Regions from separate parts of the Hordeum vulgare genome. Here region 2 is linked to region 1. Evidence: chromatin contacts called from public Hi-C data. All regions are on one chromosome and are shown on one strand. The core of a region is the stretch at or near the end of the contact, and the rest is flanking DNA. Distances in the headings are between cores, read along the strand shown.

Evidence for each region. A called contact is a pair of places that touch in the nucleus more often than the background predicts.
Region 2: a Hi-C map of seedling shows a contact between it and region 1, with 2.0 times the contacts expected there. The contact joins the promoter of LOC123405735 here to the enhancer-like site in region 1. A contact is called at or near these places in 2 of 6 Hi-C or Micro-C datasets (leaf and seedling).

What each region holds. Positions count from the first base shown.
Region 1 is chr6H:520,999,096-521,006,211 of MorexV3_pseudomolecules_assembly, reverse strand. No RefSeq gene overlaps it. Among protein-coding and RNA genes, the nearest start is that of LOC123404350, 33 kb to the right of the region's middle. Within about 2 kb of position 3,346, at least 3 of the 3 cell types and tissues checked have open chromatin away from gene starts, as enhancers often do. A contact at or near this core is called in leaf and seedling, where this site is marked.
Region 2 is chr6H:521,189,686-521,196,820 of MorexV3_pseudomolecules_assembly, reverse strand. It overlaps LOC123405735, which reads left to right and starts at 5,447. Exons shown (of 3, transcript XM_045099312.1): 1 at 5,447-5,608; 2 at 5,720-5,868; 3 at 6,001-6,342. The coding sequence starts at 5,731. The coding sequence ends at 6,342. It overlaps LOC123404584 (nitrate reductase [NAD(P)H]), which reads left to right. Exons shown (of 3, transcript XM_045098524.1): 1 at 1-971; 2 at 1,090-1,230; 3 at 1,407-3,260. The coding sequence starts at 8. The coding sequence ends at 2,977.

The sequences.
Region 1 (7,116 bases), core at 2,097-4,596:
CAACCGCTCCTCGCGGCGCCGGCGCGTGTCCTCCTCGCGGCGCCTTGCCCAATATTCCTGCTCGTAGGCGACGTCCTCCGGGTGGCGCCGACGCCACTCCGCCATGACCCGCTCGTCCTCCTGGGCGACGAGGAGGCGGCGCTGCAGCGCAGTGTGCTCCGCACGGTCTTGTGCGGAGTTTAGACGAGGCGGCGGGGCGACGTCTAACGCCTGCTGGAGCGTGTGGACGTCCTGGAAGTTCATTTGGCGGCACGGCCTGCCTAGGCGCCACGCCGCCGCGTCGAACGCGTGGGCGGCCTCGTGTGCCGTGTCGTAGGTTCCGAGGCTAGGCCGGAGATCGCCGGAGCGTATCTCGGCGTAGAACCCGCCGTTGGGGCGCTGGTGGACGCCGCGGTAGCCCGACGCAGAACGGCGGCGCGGCGGCATGGTGGCGCATCGGGGGCGGCGCGCTGGGGCGGCGGCGGCGCGAGAGGCAGATGGAGAGAGAGAGAGCGGAGCGGTGTCGCGAGGGAGCAGCAGCGCGCTGCGCTTTTATAGGCGCGTGGGACGCGGCGCCGCAAAAATGGCGTGCGAGCTGCCGCCTTTTCACGCGCGCGCAAGCTGCTCCCGTGCGCGCGGTTTTTCCGCCGTCGCTGGAGTGCGCCATTCTGTCCCGCGCGCGCTAAAATGGATGTTTACTGCACGCGCCCCTTTTTGCGCGGCTGTTGGAGATATTTATATATATATTCAACATTATTAATAGTCATTCAACATTTTTCAAATCCTTGTTTAATATCTTTTTATTACCTATTCAACATTTTTCAAATACTTGATGAACATTTTTTAAAAAGTGTTTTTGAAATTTATATATGTCGGATATTATACAGCATTTAGCAACATACAAATATGATGCAAAAAAAAGAAAAAACAGAAAATATAAATAAAAAAGGCTACGGCCACCAACGTGGCTAGCCTGGCTCTCGGGCTCGTACAGACATGATGGTTCACCTTCGTCTGAGGAAGAGCAACTAGTTAGCAAGCACTCCTTCCAAAGCCTCTCAGCATTCACTCTCGCGCGCCGCCACTTGACGCATTCTCACGTGTTTTTGGCTTTTTAGAGTGTCACGCTCCGAACGTTCCCTTCATATTTGATTTTATTTTTATTTTTTTCACGTGTTTTTGGCTTTTTAGAGTGTTTTTTTTCTGGATTTTTTTGGTGTTCCGGTTTTTTACCGGTCTTTTGTAACTTTTGCACGGGATAAAAATTTCATTTTTTTCGTGAAAAGACCGTGTTTTCTGTTTTTTTAACGCAAAAAAGACGTTTTCTAATTTTTTGCGAGAGGCATGGTTTTGCTTTCGCGAGCGGAACGGTTTTGCCTTAGCGAGAGGCACGTCCGTTCCTCTCAGAAAGAGAAAAAAACACATATCTTTTTTTTTTGAGAGGCACGATTTTGCTTTCGCGAAAGGCACGGGTTTGCATTCACTAGAGGCTTGCCCGTGCCTCTCGGAAAGGGAAAAACACGTTTTCAGTTTTTTTGGGAGAGACACGGTTTTGCCTTCGCGAGTGCCTCTCCCGAAAGGGAAAAAACGTGTTTTCTATTTTTTTACGAGAGGCACGGTTTTGCTTTCGCGAAAGGCACGGTTTTGTCTTCGCGAGAGGCACGCGTGTGCCTCTCCCGAAAAGGGGAAAAACGCGTTTTCTACTCTTTTTTTCCGCGAGAGTTACGGTTTTGCTTCCGCGAGAGGAACGGTTATGCCTTCGTGAGAGGCTCGACATGTGCCTCTCAAAAATGAAAAAAAATAATATATTTTTTGTTTTTTTTTCTATCGCGTGAGGCATTATTTATTTCTTCCGATTTTTTTCTTGAAAAAAAAGTTTGTCAAATCCTATTTACATGGGATCTAATTTTTAAGATCTCAACGCGAGAAATTCAACAGTGAAAACGGTTTGAGATTTGGACGCACGTTTTAGGAGATAAAACGTTTTGAAAATATGGATCTATGAAAAAAAAGAAAATTCCTAGGTTGCGACAAGTGGCACGCATGCAGTGCACCACTTGTCGCAACCTGTGAAAATGAGAGTAACCGTTGAAAGGTGTATTCGCTAACTAGTGATTTCACATCTCAGGTAACGCGAGGAATAGGAAGCTTCTATGTGGCGCCTTGAGCGCCAGTTAAGGAACTGACGCTTGTAGCGTTTTTCCTTATGAGACGGGCCATGTAGAGTGTGGTTGGCCATTAAAATATTAAATTTTTTTATTGAATTTTAAAAGTTTAAGATTTGCAAAAATAATTATTGATCATGAAAAAAGTTGGCCTACATTTAAATTGTTCATGGATTTTAAAAAATTTCAGAAAATTAGAAAAAACAGTTTGTCCATTTTAAAAAAGTTCATCCATTTTAAAAAACAATTCTTCGATTTTTAAAATATGTTCATGCATTTTCTCCGATTTTATAAAAAAATTATTGTTTTTTTAAAAAGATTTTAATTTAAAAAAAGTTAGTGATTTAGAAAAAAATTCATGAACTAAAACACTTACAAGATATCTAGATGGGCCGGCCCATCGCAGAAGCGCAGCAGCCGTCGGTTAATAAAATTTGCCTATAACCAACGGATGTGGCGCTAAATATGATATTCCCAATAGGCGTGCCCATGATCGTTGCCCGGAACCAAAAACAGAAAAAAAAAAAAAAGAGATAGAAACGTCATGATCGTCATGCCCATCCGTGAACCCACATGGGTGGGTGCTCGGCTGAAGCACCAATAATTCATCCCACCCTCCTTGATCGATCATGTCCTGATTGATAATTTGGGTGGTCCGGTGTGCTAACTATTGCTCGAAGCGACGAAATCATGTCCATCAGGTGGACGTTGATCGATCGGGCCAAATCAAGCCGGCAGGCAAGTGCTGCGCTGCAACTTTTTAAAACCTGTTGATTGATGCATCATGATCATTTATAATACTTCTCCGTTCTAAAATAAATGACTTTAATTTATACTAACTTTTTAATAAAGTTAGTATAAAGTAAAGTCATTTATTTTGAAACGGAGCGAATAGAAGATTAAAGCCAAGTCTTTACCGTCGAGTAGAACGAGTGCTGTGTCGTGGGTAAAATTCCAGTGTTTAAACTGGCCTTGAAAAAAAAAAAAAGCAACCCCTGTGTGTTCGACTGTGAATCTCACGTTTCCACTGGAGCACTGGAACCAAGCTGTACATATCTACACGCACATGCAGATGCAGTACGCATGGCCGCCCGTCGTGCACATGAACGCTACAGTATCAGTGCTAAGTGACAAAAGGACACCGTATCAATCATACACCGTACAGTCGTAATCTCGCTCGCTCATTGATGGGTCCGATTTTCTTGGATCACACGACCGACGGCCTTCGCGTGTGCACGGGCGACAGGGTGTGGCGTCACTGTGGAGCTACAGCTGCGTCCCGTCCTGGCGGAAGGGGAACCAAAAATGCTAAACGTACTAAAGATTACATGCAATTACAGGTTGACTAGAATACTTTGATGCCAACTAACCATTCCCTCCCTGATTTATATGGGGTGTGCCCTTTCACCCTTTAAACTTCAACCAAAACTAACCAACCTGTAAATCCCCTGTAACCCTTTGTACTTGGATACATTATTGGAGGGGGAACTGGCCTACTGCATGGGATCGACGCATGGGTCGGAGATCCTCTATCTACCCGATCTCCTCTCCTCTTGATTTTTTTTAGTCGGCTCTTCTCTCCTTGGCCGTCTCTCTTCCAGCTTTCCTGGACGATGGATCGAGATTGTAGTATGAGAGCAGTACTTATCAAATATGATCGTTTATGAACATTTGTGGACGCGGCCGATCAATGATTGGACATGTCTGTTTTAAGCACCTATTTTTCGTTCGTTCAGCCACATCTTTTATTTTTCTTCTTATACGTCCGATGACTTGCACATGACTCACACAGACATCGGAGGCGACCATTGATTTCTCAAAAAGGAGAGACGTCGAGAGAGTTAGGCTGGTTGGTGCATGGATAAGATGATGAGATTGGCCACAGATACGTATATCTTGCTAGACACATCAAGCTCGTTCGGTTTCGTTGGGATCCCATTTTAAACGTTTTGTGAGGTTACAATTGCCACGCCTTCAGATTCCCATTCCTGATGAGCCCTAGTTTGTCATGGCCGGCTGAAAAGTTGCAGGCGTGTGTGCGCGCCAAGAAATTTGCGCGGCTAACAAAGTGGTCATCTGATAACGAATCTAAGCATGTAGCGTAATAACCTCTCATGATCCGATCACGTCCACCCCTGGAATTACTTTCTCGATACCTACCATGGAATTCCCTCAAGAAGTTAACAGGAGCACATATGCAAATATTAGCCAAAGTTATTCGGCCACTAGTATAACTTGCAAGTGTTAGTATTTGCCACAGGGGATAACAATATATATTAGACGAAGCTGCTGCGCTTGTTCACAAGAGGAACGATCTTATCTGCAGGGAATCGCATCAAGCATTCCACTTTCATAAAGCGATCTGTTATAGAAACAGGAGGAAAAGAAATTCCTTGTACTTTACGTTGGCCGATTAAGGTTTGTGTGTGCAATCTGGGAAGGACACCGGCAGCAGCCCAGCAGGAAGGATTAAATTTGGATTCCAGGCCGTTTGCAAAAGTTTTTCCAGGACTAAAGTAGATCACAATCCGAGAAATCTCACGTGCGAGTTTCATATTTGGCCCGCATGCAACTGAAAGGCGTAGCTACGTAGGGATCGAATACGTGCGGATATATTCTTCGGGCCAGGTCTCCACCCATGGCCGGAAACCTTTTGTCGTTCTTCATCTGGTTTCGCTGTCGGACTGTACGTACGTGTGGCCTCACGCACGCCTGCTGCTGCTCCGCGACCGATCGACGAGGGCATCGCCTTGCTTTAGTCATCGATGTATACTGTTCGTCAGCGTGCCGTGAACAATGCATGGTTATCTCGTCGATCTCGATCTCTTTCGTCTGCGATCTCCCCGGCTACCTTGCCGTGGATTATTCCAAGGGAAGATCTTCCCGGCGTCGTCGTTAGATCTTCCTCTTTGTTTTCTCGCAGTGGATTATAATGTCAGTGCCCACTTGAGCTAGCCATCGCCCAAGTTGCAAATGATCAAGTCCGTCCGTCCATTGCATTCCTCGCCTGGCCTCTTCCCGGAGTACGTAGTACTCGTGCAGATGGCGCCACTTTTGCATGCTAGCTACCAGCCAGGAGCCCGTGATCTGAATCTTTGACTCCTGCGCACGCTGATCTCTGATCCGATATCGTGCTGCAAATCAAATCTGCACGTACGTTTGTCTTGCTCGGTCACTTGATCAACTGGGTGGGTCATGCGCGCGTGGAAAATTGGCAGGGCTCATGACCAAAGCGGATTCCAGAGAAAATCCACCGGCCAATATAAAATAGCCATGCACGCGTGCACAGCTTTTACCGTCCAGAGACTTGCAAGCAAAGCCAGCCGACAGCCCTTCTCTCCGGCCGGCCAGCCGAGCTCACTGCTTTGCTCGGCCACTAAGTGTCCGCCGCAAGTACCGTCGGCGCACGTACTCCGACGATGGTATTTGTGTGATCCCGTTCGTGACGCCGACCGAGGACCGACGGACGCGACGGCGCAGGCGACAAGCGCCCACTTGCGGCCGGCCATGCCTCTGCATGACCCCCCATCATTCATGAACAGGCAAGCCAAACAGTAGAGCTACCTAGCAAAGAGATATATAAACCCATAAAGTCCGTTAAAATGCCTAAGCTTGAATGCTTGATAGCCTAGATGGCGACGGCTCGACGGGAAGCTCGGACCGGAACAGCTCTGAACTAGACCTGGCGTGAGCGAGCGGTTCCATTCTTACGTTAGCTACCTAGCTAGCTGAAAGTTTGAAGCTGGATTCCATTCGATCCGCAAATCTGGTCGCGCGAAAACCCAATCAATTGAAGTTCTGAGTTTGTTTCAAGTCAAATTTATTTAAGTTTGACAAAGTTTGTAAAAATGCATTAACATCTAAAAATACTAGAGCAACTAACTGAAGAGTATTCCTTCGCAAGCCCCTTCAAAGGTCATTTGGGGTGGGTTAGGATGGGAGCGTGAGAACACATTACGCCCCCCCCCCCCCCCCCGGCGACTCGGGGGCAACCCTAGCACCGCCGCCGCGTTTCCCCCCCTCTCTCCCTCCCCTCCGCCGCTGCCAGAGGGTGCCACGACACTGGCGTGTGGCCTTGATGAAGGTGGCGGCGGGGATCTACCGCTTGGACGGCGGTGGTTCCCGGGGCGGCGGAGATCTAGCGCCTGGACGGCGGCGGCTCCCGGGGCGGCGGCTACCGGCGGCGGCGGCTTCGGCTCCCGGGGCGGCGGCGGCTCCAGGTGGCGGCGGGGATCTACGGCCTGGACGGCGGCGGCTCCCGGGGCGGCGACTTCGGCTCCCGGGGCGGTGGCTCCGGCCGGTGGCGCGCGGTGTCGCCTGGTACTGCTGGACGTCTTCCTGTGCGCGACGGTATAGCGGTGGTAGCCAATCCGACCCGATCCACTGTGCCAGCGACCGTTTCCAGGTGCCTTCTCCTGGTTCTTGCTGACAGGATCTAATCCGGTCTTGGCGGTGCCAACGGCGACGGCTAACCCGGGACCATGGTGGTGGCGGCGTCCCCTCCGCCGGGGATGACGGGCCTGATGGTGGGGAGACATGGTTGCCGATGAAAACCGAGCCGACGGCGGACGATGGCGGCTTCTGCACCGTTACCTTGATGAAGGCTTCGTTTTGTAACTACTGTTGATCCACTCGTGCTACTCCGGGGGAAACACTAGGATCTGGTTTTCCAGATCGGACGATGGCGGCATTGCGGTGTCGTTCCTCTCCATGGAGCATCGTTTGTGGAGCAGCGCTGGAAGAAGGAGGCAGGAGGTGGAGCGTCTTCGTCCTGCACGGAGCTTCGTTGGTGATGTCAGGTCATGCCTGGCCGACAGGTGCTACGCTTTGTCATGCCTGGTCGGCAGGTGCTACGCACGACAGATCTTACCGAGTCTCACGTCTCGATGGACGAGCGCAGGGAGGTGGTGCCGTTGGGCGCCGTGGTGGCGTTGACGGATGGCCGGACTGGCAAGGATTATGCGGATCTCTC
Region 2 (7,135 bases), core at 4,198-6,697, 190 kb before region 1:
GCTAACAATGGCGGCCTCCGTCGAGTACAACCGTCAGGTGTCCGCCCACCCGTGGCCGACCAATGCGCAGCCCAAGGCCGCCTTCGACCTCTTCTCCTCCTCCGGCGGCGGCAGGCGCCGTTCGGGCGCGGACTCCGACTCGGACGACGAGGACAGCATCCCGCCGGACTGGCGGGCGCTCTACAGCCCGCGGCTCGACGTAGAGCCGTCGGTCAAGGACCCCCGCGACGAGGCCACCTCCGACGCCTGGGTCAAGCGCCACCCGGCGCTCGTCCGCCTCACCGGCAAGCACCCGTTCAACTCCGAGCCCCCGCTGCCGCGGCTCATGTCCCACGGCTTCATCACCCCGGTCCCGCTCCACTACGTGCGCAACCACGGCGCCGTGCCCAAGGCCGACTGGTCCACCTGGACCGTCGAGGTCACCGGCCTCGTCAAGCGCCCGGTCAAGTTCACCATGGAGGAGCTCGTCACGGGGTTCCAGGCCGTGGAGTTCCCGGTCACGCTGGTGTGCGCCGGCAACCGGCGCAAGGAGCAGAACATGGTGCGCCAGTCCTCGGGCTTCAACTGGGGTCCCGGGGCCATCTCCACCACCGTGTGGCGCGGGGTGCGCCTCCGCGACGTGCTGCGCCGGTGCGGCGTCATGGGGGCCGGCGCCGCCTCCAACGTGTGCTTCGAGGGCGCCGAGGACCTTCCCGGCGGCGGCGGGTGCAAGTACGGCACCAGCCTCCGGCGGTCCGTGGCCATGGACCCGGCCCGCGACGTCATCCTCGCCTACATGCAGAACGGCGAGCCGCTGGCGCCCGACCACGGATTCCCCGTGCGCGTCATCGTGCCGGGCTTCATCGGCGGCCGCATGGTCAAGTGGCTCAAGCGCATCGTCGTGGCCTGCAACGAGTCGGAGAGCTACTACCACTACCGCGACAACCGCGTGCTGCCGTCACACGTCGACGCCGAGCTCGCCAATGCCGAAGGTACTTCCGATTTGCCTTCTCTCCTAGGCTAGCGTATGCAGTGCACGTCGCGTGCATGCCGACAGGGCACATGACGACGGCGAGCCTTACGGTGTCTTGTTTGTCTGGATGTTTTCAGCTTGGTGGTACAAGCCGGAGTGCATGATCAACGAGCTCAACATCAACTCGGTGATCACCACGCCCGGACACGACGAGGTGCTGCCCATCAACGCGCTGACGACGCAGAAGCCGTATACGATGAAGGGATATGCCTACTCCGGTGAGTCCCCCCTCCCACCCACATCTCATGTCCGGCGTCACATCACATCATCTCTGTCGGAAATAGTTTTGGGCTTGGGCCGGCTCGTTAGTCGTTACACAAGCCCAGGTTCCAGCCTGTTTTTCTGGGCCTGGATATGACTATTCTAAACACAGCGGTGCTGTTTCTTTTATCAGGCGGTGGCCGGAAAGTTACGCGGGTGGAGGTGACCCTCGACGGCGGCGAGACGTGGCAGGTGTGCGATCTGGAGCACCCGGAGCGTCCTACCAAGTACGGCAAGTACTGGTGCTGGTGCTTCTGGTCGGTGGAGGTTGAGGTGCTGGAGCTGCTGGGCGGCAAGGAGATGGCCGTCCGCGCGTGGGACGAGGCCCTCAACACCCAGCCGGAGCGCCTCATCTGGAACCTCATGGGCATGATGAACAACTGCTGGTTCCGGGTCAAGATCAACGTCTGCCGCCCCCACAAGGGCGAGATCGGCCTCGTCTTCGACCACCCAACGCAGCCGGGCAACCAGTCCGGCGGCTGGATGGCGCGCCAGAAGCACATCGAGACGTCCGAGACCACGCAGGGCACGCTCAAGCGGAGCACCTCCACGCCCTTCATGTCCACCGCCTCAGCCCAGTTCACCATGTCCGAGGTGCGCCGCCACGCCTCCAAGGACTCCGCCTGGATCGTCGTGCACGGCCACGTCTACGACTGCACCGGCTTCCTCAAGGACCACCCCGGCGGCGCCGACAGCATCCTCATCAACGCCGGCTCCGACTGCACCGAGGAGTTCGACGCCATCCACTCCGCCAAGGCCCGCGGACTCCTCGAGATGTACCGCGTCGGCGAGCTCATCGTCACCGGCAACGACTACTCGCCGCAGAGCAGCAACGCCGACCTCGCGGCCATCGTCGAGGCCCCCGCTGTCGTCGTGCCTCGGCTGCCGGCCTCCGCCGTCGCGCTCGCCAACCCGCGGGAGAAGGTGCGGTGCCGGCTCGTGGACAAGAAGAGCATGTCCCACAACGTGCGCCTCTTCAGGTTCGCGCTGCCGTCGCCTCACCAGAAGCTCGGGCTGCCCGTCGGCAAGCACGTGTACGTGTGCGCGTCCACCGGCGGCAAGCTCTGCATGCGCGCGTACACGCCGACCAGCTCCGTCGAGGAGGTTGGCCACGTGGAGCTGCTCATCAAGATATACTTCAAGGACGAGGATCCCAAGTTCCCCGCCGGCGGGCTCATGTCGCAGTACCTCGACGCGCTGCCGCTCGGTGCCCCCGTCGACATCAAGGGCCCCGTGGGCCACATCGAGTACGCCGGCCGCGGCGCCTTCACGGTGGGCGGCGAGCGCCGGTTCGCGCGCCGGCTCGCCATGGTTGCCGGCGGGACGGGGATCACGCCGGTGTACCAGGTGATCCAGGCCGTGCTGAGGGACCAGCCCGATGACACCACGGAGATGCACCTGGTGTACGCGAACCGCACGGAGGACGACATGCTGCTGCGGGAGGAGATCGACCGGTGGGCGGCCGCGAACCCCGCGCGGCTCAAGGTGTGGTACGTGGTGAGCAAGGTGGGTCGGCCGGAGGACGCGTGGGAATACGGCGTGGGGAGAGTGGACGAGCAGGTGCTCAGGGAGCACCTGCCTCTGGGCGGCGACGGCGAGACGCTCGCGCTCGTCTGTGGGCCTCCGGCGATGCTCGAGTGCACGGTGCGCCCGGGACTGGAGAAGATGGGGTACGACCTCGACAAGGATTGCCTCGTCTTCTAAGCAGAGGCCGCCGTGCACGATAATACGTAGTACTACTTGGTTGTACATAGCGTAGTAGACCTACGTACGTAGTTGCATGATCCTGCAACTTATTAGCATAGAAAAGTGCGGGAGTCGGAATTCTCTTGAATTCTGGTACATACTATACTAGTGGAGGTGGTCGATCGGACGGTGATGGCCAAATCAGCCATGGGAGCGCAGCCTATTGTCCTTTTTTGTGTCTATCTATGTATGAATTGATGACACTATTAGAGCAATAAAAATGAAGAATCCTTTGCAAAAACGAATCTTCAATGAGTAGCTTGTGCCTGAGGACTCTTCAACCGGTGTTTGCTTGTGCTGTCACCGACGGGTGCATGGACTACGACGAGGGACCGTGGTGGTCAATGGCCGTGGGCGGCGCTCCTATGTGACTTGTCGGCATGATGCTCGGTATGAAGCAGTGGCCCTGCTTCGACGATCCTGTTGACCTACGTGACAGGAGGGCCGGCGGCGGCATCCACAGGGTGTGAGTGGCTGCGTCGGTCGCCATGTGGCATGTTCGGTGGTGGTGGTGGCAGGGGTGGTGTGGTGGGCCCTCATGGTGGAGGTTGACCATGGCTTCAATGTTTGTTTATGTGGAATCGAAGCTCCCACGACGGGGTCATGAGGTGTACGATGACTGGTTGCAGGTAGCCTGTTTGGTGATCTTTCGCGGCACCACTCGTGCATGGATTTGTCATTCAAAGTTCTTCGTCAGAGTCGGAGTTGTGTTGTCTGATTGCAGGTGGTCGAGCTTTGGCGAAAATCTTCATGCGGCTTCATGAGTCCACTATGGTGTGGGTTGAGTCGAGGATCGCCTTCGACGGAGTGTGAGTCAAGGATCACCGCCGACAAACTGATTACAAGCATAGTTGACCCATCGTCTCTCTAGTGTGCTTGTTATACACTCTTTTCATTTATTTTCTCCCTTCTAGGACATTTAGTCATGTCTACCACATGTTGCTTCATCTCCTCTTATCCTCTATTTGGTTTTGATCTGCTACATAGCATTACTAATTAAGTGAGCTACTCGCTGTGCCTACTCGTGTAGCTGCTACATAGCATCAAGAAAGGCTATAGTTGAGCAAAATAGCGACCGAGACATTTCCTTGCAAAAAATTTGTAATGTTATTTGAACCATTGATGATAGAAGGCCTTCTGAATCACTTCCTCAGCATAACAATGCAGCCTACAAACCAGTTGTTATCACCATCAGTAATGATGCGCGTAAACACACCATGCCAATTTTACTCTTAAAAACTACTGCTTATACTCACCTTTCAAGACTCTTATAGTTTATAACTGTGTAGCCCTTCACACCGTCGCATGAAAACCAAGAAAAACGAGCGAAAGGAGCACACGCCGCATGGTACAAAACAATCTACCATTACCACTGTATTGTCATTATACCTAAATTGATGTGTCTTCATGTACATAGTAATCTTTCAAAGTCTCTTCATGATTATCATCATACTCACCTACAATTAAATCCAATGTTTTGCATTCATTCTGGCAGCCAACCGGTATGGAGCTTCTCCATGGCGATGCCTTCAAGAAGTTAACAACACAAAAGAGTGCCGCCATCGCCAGTCTTGGCAACACGTTGAGAATGAGGTTTTCATTGGGATCTGCTCGATGAACCTTCATCAAGCATCATGTGCATGGGTCGTCACCGATTTGAGCCGCTGCGCAGTAAGCAGACTCCATCAGCCAGATCAGATCTGTCTGGAGACCAGACCACTCATGGCATTGACCTGTCCACCAAGCCCTTCATGCCGTCGCCACCGATCCGAGGTCAGATGACCCGTCGTCACAGATTCGGCCGTCGGTGCAACGTAGCAACCGCTGCCCGAAGCAAGGCCGGCCGACGGGCCCGCATCCATCACCAACCAAGACAAAGCCGGTCGACGTGCACTCCTGGTCAAGCAGGGACGCCCGCCATGCCGCCAAGACCTGATCGACCGCGCCTCCTCACGTCGCGTGGCTCCGCACCATCCCCATGTCACAGGATAGAGGGAGGCGGCCGCCACCTTCGACGACGGCGGAAGGAGGGAGGAAATGAAGGAAAGACTCCGACGGCTAGGGTTTCGTCCCCGCCCGAATCGCCCGAGCGAGAGCACACGCGGGGGCAGGACAAACGCGGGGGATCAGCTCAATGGGTCCTTTTAAACGCGGGGGGCAGGACAACACGTCTTTGCAGTGGGTGCTTTATTTTTGTTTGTGGAAGGCAAAACCGTGCAGTAGAGCTTTGGAGCCCCACCTTCTATTCTTGTGCACGTATGCTTGAATGCGCGTGTGTGCGCGCGCCTGTGTGGAGCTTCACTCACATCACATGTCCTTACCTAGTATGTACATCCAGTTGAAAGAGGTAGACGCACGCAGCTTCCCATGGCCATGGCCAGCGGCTGAGATCGTCTCATCACCGGCAGTCCACTGTCCGGCTCGACACGTCACGTCTTCGCCTTTGCATCACGGCCTCACGGGCTCGCTCTACTTAAACAGCCTCACCCACCTTGAGCCATTGCCCTAAACCTCGCCTCGACCCTGCCTTCACGTAGAAGCACACCAAGACCAAGCGTTCGTCCTCGGATCCCATCTCGACGGGTGAAGGTGAGTCTGAGTCCCCTCCTCCTCGGATCGTTTCTTTTTCTTTCTCCGACGGAGAATTCAACAAGCGAACCAACTGACCCTGTGCATGCCTTGTTGTTGGTCTCGTCCTAGCTCCATCCACCATGGACGGCAACAAGACTGCCGCCGCCCACCCGGCCAGCGTACGGGCGCTCTCCATGGCCGCCGGCACCGTCGTCGTCTTCGCCTTGGCCACGGCGGCCGACTACGTACTCGACAGCTTCCACCTCTGCGGCAGCCAGGTACCAACCTAATGACCCGTCTAGTCGTCTACTGCAGTACTGCTAGGCAAGATGCTAGCTAGACTTTCCGATCATCGCACGCCAAACTGGTAGGTATATATCCCGGCCGTCTGAGTGCATGCATGCATGCAGGCTTCCTTCATCCTGCCGTGCGTCGGGGTGACGGCGGCGGCGGCCGCCAAGTGGAGGGCCCTCTGGCTCGCCATGGTCTGCTGCGCGGTGCTCGAGTCGGCCGTCGCGGCGCAGGCGCTGCGGCTCCCATGCCGCCGCCGCGCCCTCGCCCTCCTCCAGCTCGCGCTCACCGTCGTCCGCCACTACATGTACGCCCGCGCCACCCTCATCCTCGCCGCCGCCGACCCAGGGCTCTTCGGGATCTGCTTCGGGAGCGTCTCCGTCTTCGTAACTGGCGACCTCCTCAGCTTCATGGACCTTCTCCTTGGAGGCGAAGGGATCATGCACTACTCCTTTGTGTGAATCGATCAACTACTCCAGTATGCATTATATATATATGATCGAGTGCCATATGTGTGAATCGATCTGCTAGTACCTAGTGTGATGTTAATCGGACCGATCGACTGTCTATTCTAGCTGGTTAATTACTCCATTGTTGGGTCTGTATAATTATTAGCCTTGATGATCCTGGTCAGTCTTGGATGTACAGTATGAGACATCAGTTATCTGTATGCATGCTATTTCCAGTCTTGAGTAAGTACGTTATACGTGAGCCAGCTGTGTACGTACGTACATGCATGCTGGACCCCTGTGGAGCCGAGCCGGGGTTTCAGATTGTACTGGTATACATGCATTGACACGTTGTTTTAAACAAAACTATCAAATGGACCAACCTAATAAGTGTGCACAAGTGCAACTCCTCCTTACCACTGGATCGAGTCCTGCTTGCCACGTCTAAGCGCTAACGGTAGATAGAAACAACCTAATAAGCGTGCACAAGTGCAACGCAACGCAACACACACGCACGAGGAATGGAATGCCACGTACGGTAGATGGATAGAAGCGGCTAGTAGCACAATGCAAGCCAACTACTACGTCATGGTCATCATCGATCATCTACTGATCCGGAACCGAAATGAATATGGCGAGCGAGCGAGCGAGCAATGCATGTGCTGCGCGGCACAGCAGACGCTACCAAATCGATCGATCTAGTTTCCAAACGGGCGAAAGCATCCACGCACGGCTGGCGCCCGCAGCAAAGCTGTTGACTGTTGAGCGCATTTGTTTGTAGAGACGCCGCTGAATTTCTGCCATT